2 separate regions of the Zea mays genome follow, and region 1 is linked to region 2. A link is a contact called in public Hi-C data. All regions are on one chromosome and are shown on one strand. The core of a region is the stretch at or near the end of the contact, and the rest is flanking DNA. Distances in the headings are between cores, read along the strand shown.

What was found. A called contact is a pair of places that touch in the nucleus more often than the background predicts.
Region 1: a Hi-C map of root tip shows a contact between it and region 2, with 5 times the contacts expected there. The contact joins the enhancer-like site here to the promoter of LOC100283483 in region 2. A contact is called at or near these places in 9 of 25 Hi-C or Micro-C datasets (bundle sheath, ear, endosperm and 4 more) and 1 of 3 datasets of contacts at active chromatin or transcription factors (seedling).

The regions. Positions count from the first base shown.
Region 1 is chr1:280,572,175-280,575,114 of Zm-B73-REFERENCE-NAM-5.0, forward strand. It overlaps the pseudogene LOC103645599. Among protein-coding and RNA genes, the nearest start is that of LOC542363, 20 kb to the right of the region's middle. Within about 2 kb of position 1,412, at least 2 of the 20 cell types and tissues checked have an H3K27ac peak or open chromatin away from gene starts, as enhancers often do. A contact at or near this core is called in root tip, where this site is marked.
Region 2 is chr1:280,499,119-280,501,846 of Zm-B73-REFERENCE-NAM-5.0, forward strand. It overlaps LOC100283483, which reads left to right and starts at 1,334. Exons shown (of 15, transcript NM_001156383.1): 1 at 1,334-1,633; 2 at 1,753-1,803; 3 at 1,892-1,964; 4 at 2,122-2,240; 5 at 2,321-2,394; 6 at 2,702-2,728. The coding sequence starts at 1,574. LOC103645598 (E3 ubiquitin-protein ligase HOS1) reads right to left here and starts at 1,213. Exons shown (of 10, transcript XM_020546920.2): 1 at 976-1,213. The coding sequence starts at 993.

The DNA of each region.
Region 1 (2,940 bases), core at 162-2,661, 73 kb after region 2:
ATATAACGAACTTATAGTCATGCTATAATGTTATCCATGAGAATTGCTAAAGGACCACCTGGGATTATTGTAGATTTTTATTACCTGGTCATTTTGTGCATCATGTAGTATTTATGATCTCTGCCTTTATTTCCTTTTTTACTTGATGTTGATGACTAAATTGAAGTTTCATTTAATTTTGCTTAGGTTGCAGGAAAATACCGCACCATGTTGTGAGATTTACTGATCCTAGCAAATTTTTTCTGTCAACGTTTAAAGTAATATTTTAACAACTTGTAATTAACATTGCAATCATATGAGTTTGTCCCAGTTGGAATGACAAGGTAATTTTTTTAAGTCTGTTCTTCTATAGTTCTCCGGCTTAACCATCTGAACCCTACCAATATGCTTGAATGCTCATCTAGTTTATATCCCAAGCTTCTCAAAATAAATAAAGAAGCATAAAAATGCAGAAGGCATAAAAACCTGCTGATTTACCCTAGTATCAGAATCAGTCGCCTCCAGTTTTGGCCTTTTGGGTTACTGCAAATCCCACAGATTCTTGTAAAATCCACATCAATGCGAACTGCATCTTTTAGTTTTTAGAATGCATTGTCTGAATGTGGTCATAGAACAGCTTATCTATTTATTTTTCTATTACTTATTAGGGCAGATATGCTATAGTTCAAGTATACTTTTCTTCCATCTACAGGAATATCATTTAGCTGTTTTTGACTGGAATTCCTTGTGTTCTGGGTAAATTTCAGGAATCTGTTATTTCAACTGTCCTCAAGCTCTGCCTGAAAAGCCTGCAAGAATTTGTCCGTCTTCAGACTTTCAACAGAAGTGGGTTTCAGCAGATTCAGCTGGATATGGAATTTCTCAAGACCTCTCTTAAGGCCCGTTTGTTTCGTTGAAATTAAATTCTATTTTAATAATTATAATTTACACAAAACTAATTAAGTTTATATATTTATATATGTAATATATTTGTATATTATCCTAAATCATATGAAAAAGATAGTTATATACTACATTTATGTTATAGCGGCGCAAGTAGAAGAGTGTACTATAAGTTGTACATCGGAAAAATAACATTTAAATCTATAGAATCAATTTTCATATCTCACCCCATGAATTTGAGATATACTTATATGATAATTTTGGAAAGTGGTGGAATGTCACATTCTAAAAAAAGTAGCATATTACATTAGTAAGATTCCAATTCCTCAAAATGAAAAGAAACAAACGGGGCCTTAAGGAATTTGTGGATGATGAAGCAGCCATTAGCTTTTTACTCAAAGAGGTCATATACTTTTTCCTGAAAAACGCAGGAGAACCTCTTTCTTAAAGAAGACCGAAAAAATACAAGGCACTCTTTACGGAGGCCAGAAACATGTATACAAAAAAGGATCCGTAAAAACGGAAACCACCACTACAAACTCCATAGACAGCAGCCCTCAAGATTCAGGTGAAGGAGCTGCCAGATAGGATAGCCCTTTGGCCCCTGCAATTTCCCACATTCTCCTCTCTTCATCAGCGAGTCTTAGGCAAGCTGGGTGTTCCGTTATCAAAAACACATCAATTACGGTGTTTCCAAATCATCCAGGCCTGGCACTGTACATTTTGACTTGCCACCGATTGATTTTGCCCGAGACCAGTCAAAACTGCACTTATATGTAATTTATTGTGCTTACCTGTAACTCACATCTTCATATCTCTGCAGATGAACAATGCAGCCCATGAGAGATGCCTTGACCCACTCCCTCTTGAGTCCCCCATATTGGATAAGCTGATAAATGCAAAACTAGCAAAAATTAAAGAGGAAAATCCAAATCTTTCGGTAACTATGCACAGATTGGTACCATTTACTAGAATTCAGTTCTGTCCATTTGAGTCGACTGTCAGAGTTATGTGCAGCTTTATAGAGTTTAGGACACATAACATGTTGCTGACCGCATGTAAATTTGGAGACTGGAGTCAGACTCAGAATTGAATAACACTCCCAAAATGTATAATAGTATACTTAATTTGAGGCGGTTGAGCTCAGCTCGGCATCCCCTTGCTTGTTGTTGAGCTCTAAAAAGAGCGGTGCGGACGGTCCGGCCCCGAGGCCGGACGGTCCGCGGTCTGGACAGTCCGCGGTGGTAACGCGGACGGTCCGCGCGTGCGCAGAATCAGTTAGGGTTCCTAGTTTCTCGCGGGATTTGTTACCTAAAACCACGGGATTAACTCAGAAATCAGTTTGAAGCGGATCCAGACCTCCCCCTTTATATAGATGAAGGGCTACGGCCGATTCAACCCCCAACAATCGAACCAATACCACTTCTATCTCGCATTTATTTCCAGCACAATTAGGAGTAGTTCTAGTCTAGTTCTAGTTTAGCCCTAGTTTAGTATTCCAATCCCCAAATTCTCTGCCTCTCCTCGACTCTACGTCGATTAGAGGAGTCTAGGTCGGTCTGCCCGAGCCTAGACAACTCCTAGGATCTCTGCTCCCCGACGGGGTCCCTCCCGGGAGCGAGATCCAGGCGCCGCCGGCGATCTTCCGCCGCCCCTGCGCACGCGCGGACCGTTCGGCCCTAGGGCGCGGACCGTCCGGCCGTCAGGCAGGGGATCCTAGCTCCTGCACCAGGTCGCGGACCGTCCGGCCCTGTGTCGCGGACCGTCCGCGTCTGACCAGGGAGCACCGCCGCCTCGCGCCAGGTCGCGGACCGTCCGGCTCTGTGCCGCGGACCGTCCGCGCCTGACCAGAGAGCACCGCCGCTGGTTCTTTTGAGTGATTGGCGCCTCCAAAAAGGTGTCAACATACTTTTTGATTATGCCCCCCTGCCTTTTGGTGAAGGTTGACGAACCAAAAGCATATGAACTACACCTGATGTAGGTCACCGGCTTTTCGATATGGAGATTATTCAATAAAGCACCAATATAAAGGCCGTTTCGGGTTATATCTTTCTCGGC
Region 2 (2,728 bases), core at 84-2,583:
CCATATAAAGTACATTTTATCATTTGATTTGAGGCCACATGGGGCTCACTCAAAAAAACAAAAAAAAGGCCTTGTACTTCTTGGCCACTAAGCTAATTGACTCCATGAAAAATGCTAGATGGGAATACAAAAAGAAAACAAAATGCTACAGTTACTTAAGCTCACAGACAGGACGTGGATGTAAACGACTAAACGCACATGCACACAAAGGTTTGTCATGATTGGAATCTCATACAGAGAGTCCTCTACTTTCAAGTATGGGCTCTTATGTGAGTATTTCTGTGGGATTGTGGAATAAGGGACATCTGTGGTATGTGCCTTGCCCCCCAAAACATAAAGTAGCCCCTTGAAACAGAGCTTTATGCTCCCAAAAGAGAATGAAATGCAGGAACAAAAGGACCTGTTGCATTGAAAAAAATCCATCCCTCCATAAATTATTTACTCAAAAAAGCAGTGAGATAATGAATAGTATCTTAATATCCAGGGTACCGTAAAGCAATTCTACCCTTGGCTATCAGAGTTTCACAGGTTAAATTAATGTTCACTCGTTCTGTGGTAGGAACAGAACATTTTTCTCTGAACCAAATTGGTTCAACCAATTAAATGCCCTAAAATGTGCCTAAATAAAACCCAGACTTCGTGAAGCTAGCAAGCAGTTCATGAGTTTTGGAGGCACAAAGAATAGAAGCTAGTAGGCATAATTCGTGTACACGCTTGCAATTAGATCAGGTCCCATTACAGATAACCAGGTTAGGCTTTGCCTTCCGCTCGGTTTCGCATGGTAGGAAGTGGATAGAAGGGGCATGCCAGATAGCTTAGAGTTTTTTTTTTGCTATTATAGGACTCTTTTTAACAGGCTTCTCCCTAATGGTGCTCTGAATATAAGCTTCTCCTCGATAGCTTAGGTTAGACTTTGGTTGCTGCACTGGCGCTCGGTTTCGCGCAGCAGGAAGGGAAGAGAAGGGACCGGCATACCATTTGTTGAGCGCTCATTGCCGGAGACGGGGCCGACGAAGACCTGGGAATCTGGCGAAGACGGTGGTAGTGCCGTAGTGGTCGCGCTGAGAGGGGGAGAGAGCACGCGCGGGGAGAACGAGTAACCCAGGCCTGGGCCGTTCCGCCGGGGGGGGGGGGGGGGGGGGGGGGGGGGGGGGGCGCAACCGTACAGAGAGAGAGAGACTCAGAGAGGATCGGCCTAGATCGAATCAGCGGAAACATGTGAAGTGCTCCAAGATCTTACTGGGCCTAGGACAGGCCAGATAGTTCGATTGGGCCGGATCGGATGCACCAGTGCACCACGTAGAAAGACCGACTCCGTTAGCTTCTCCCTTCCCTCACCGAAAAAAAAACCATCACCGCCTTCCCGGCGCTCGCCGCTGCCACCCGTCGCCGCGCGCCTTTCCGCCACCCGCCGCCGCTGTTGGCGCCCAAACATCGCATCTGCTGTTGCTTTATCCCTTTTATTCCACAGCCGCTCTAAGTGGTGGGTGTCCCTCTATATTCGCCGCTTATAGGAATCGAGGGTTCGATCGGCTGTGGTGCGTGGTGACTGTGAACGAGGAGGAGCGCAAAGATGGCTGATTTCCGGACCTCCACCCAACGGGAGAGGTGGATCTTCCAGTCGCACGATTTGGTGAGCTCGGGCGCTCAGAGTTTGCTTTACTATGCTTTGTCACGGTCTCGGCGGTTCCAGTCTGTTCTGACTTTCTGACAGTACGGCGCGCCCGCGCGCCCTTATGCTGTGCTTCGCAGATGGAGAGGTGGGCGGCGGCAAACCAGCGGGCCGCTCAGACCCTTGCGCAGGTTGGGTTGCGTTGCTTCCCCTTGGGTAGCCGTATCTACTTGATTAATTCCGAGTTTACTCATCGTTCCTCTCGTGCTCTTTGTGAAGTATGGGACGACCCGGCTTAATGTGGACCTGCTTGATGGCTCGGTATCCTACCCAGAGTCCATGCCGGATCATGGTATGCGACATTTGTTGGTTTATAACTCACCTGTGCTATGTGTATTCCAAAATATGAAATATATATGCACCACCAGTTCACTCCAAAGAGCTGTGCTTTCATGATTTTCCACTTGCGCTTCGTCAAGCTAGTGTTGAAATAGTGTTCTTTGGTTCAGTTGAGGGTAGCTCGGTTGTAAAGCCTCTTTCTTACGAAGAGGAGCAATTGACAAGGGTATTTTACGAGCAGAAGATTCAGGAAGTATGCGCTGCATTCAAGTTCCCTCACAAAATCCAGGTAAAGAATCCCCTCTTCCAAGATGGAACCTTTATGAGGTTATGATTCTGGTTGCTCATGGTTTGCTTACTGCTTTGCAGGCTACAGCAATAATATATTTCAAGAGATTCTATCTACAATGGTCTGTAATGGAGCATCAACCAAAGCATATTATGTAAGCAGGGTACTCAGCAGTAATGAAACAATTATGGTTCTACGTTTGTGAATGTAAAGGTTGATTTCTAGTGTGCTCATGCTTAGCTAAGTTCTCTTCATATTATGTGAAGATCGATGCATGTGACTTGAAAACTGAGTGTGCTTATCTAAGTTATCTTCATATTGTGTTAAGAGCGATGTGTGTGTCTTGATCAAAACTATGAGGGTGATGTGTCTTGTTCTGTGCCTATACGTTCAAGTTTGATTTCCTGAATGTATTTAGTGTTTTGACTGGACATTCCAGCTAACTAACTTTCGTCTCACAGGTTAACATGTGTATATGCTTCTTGCAA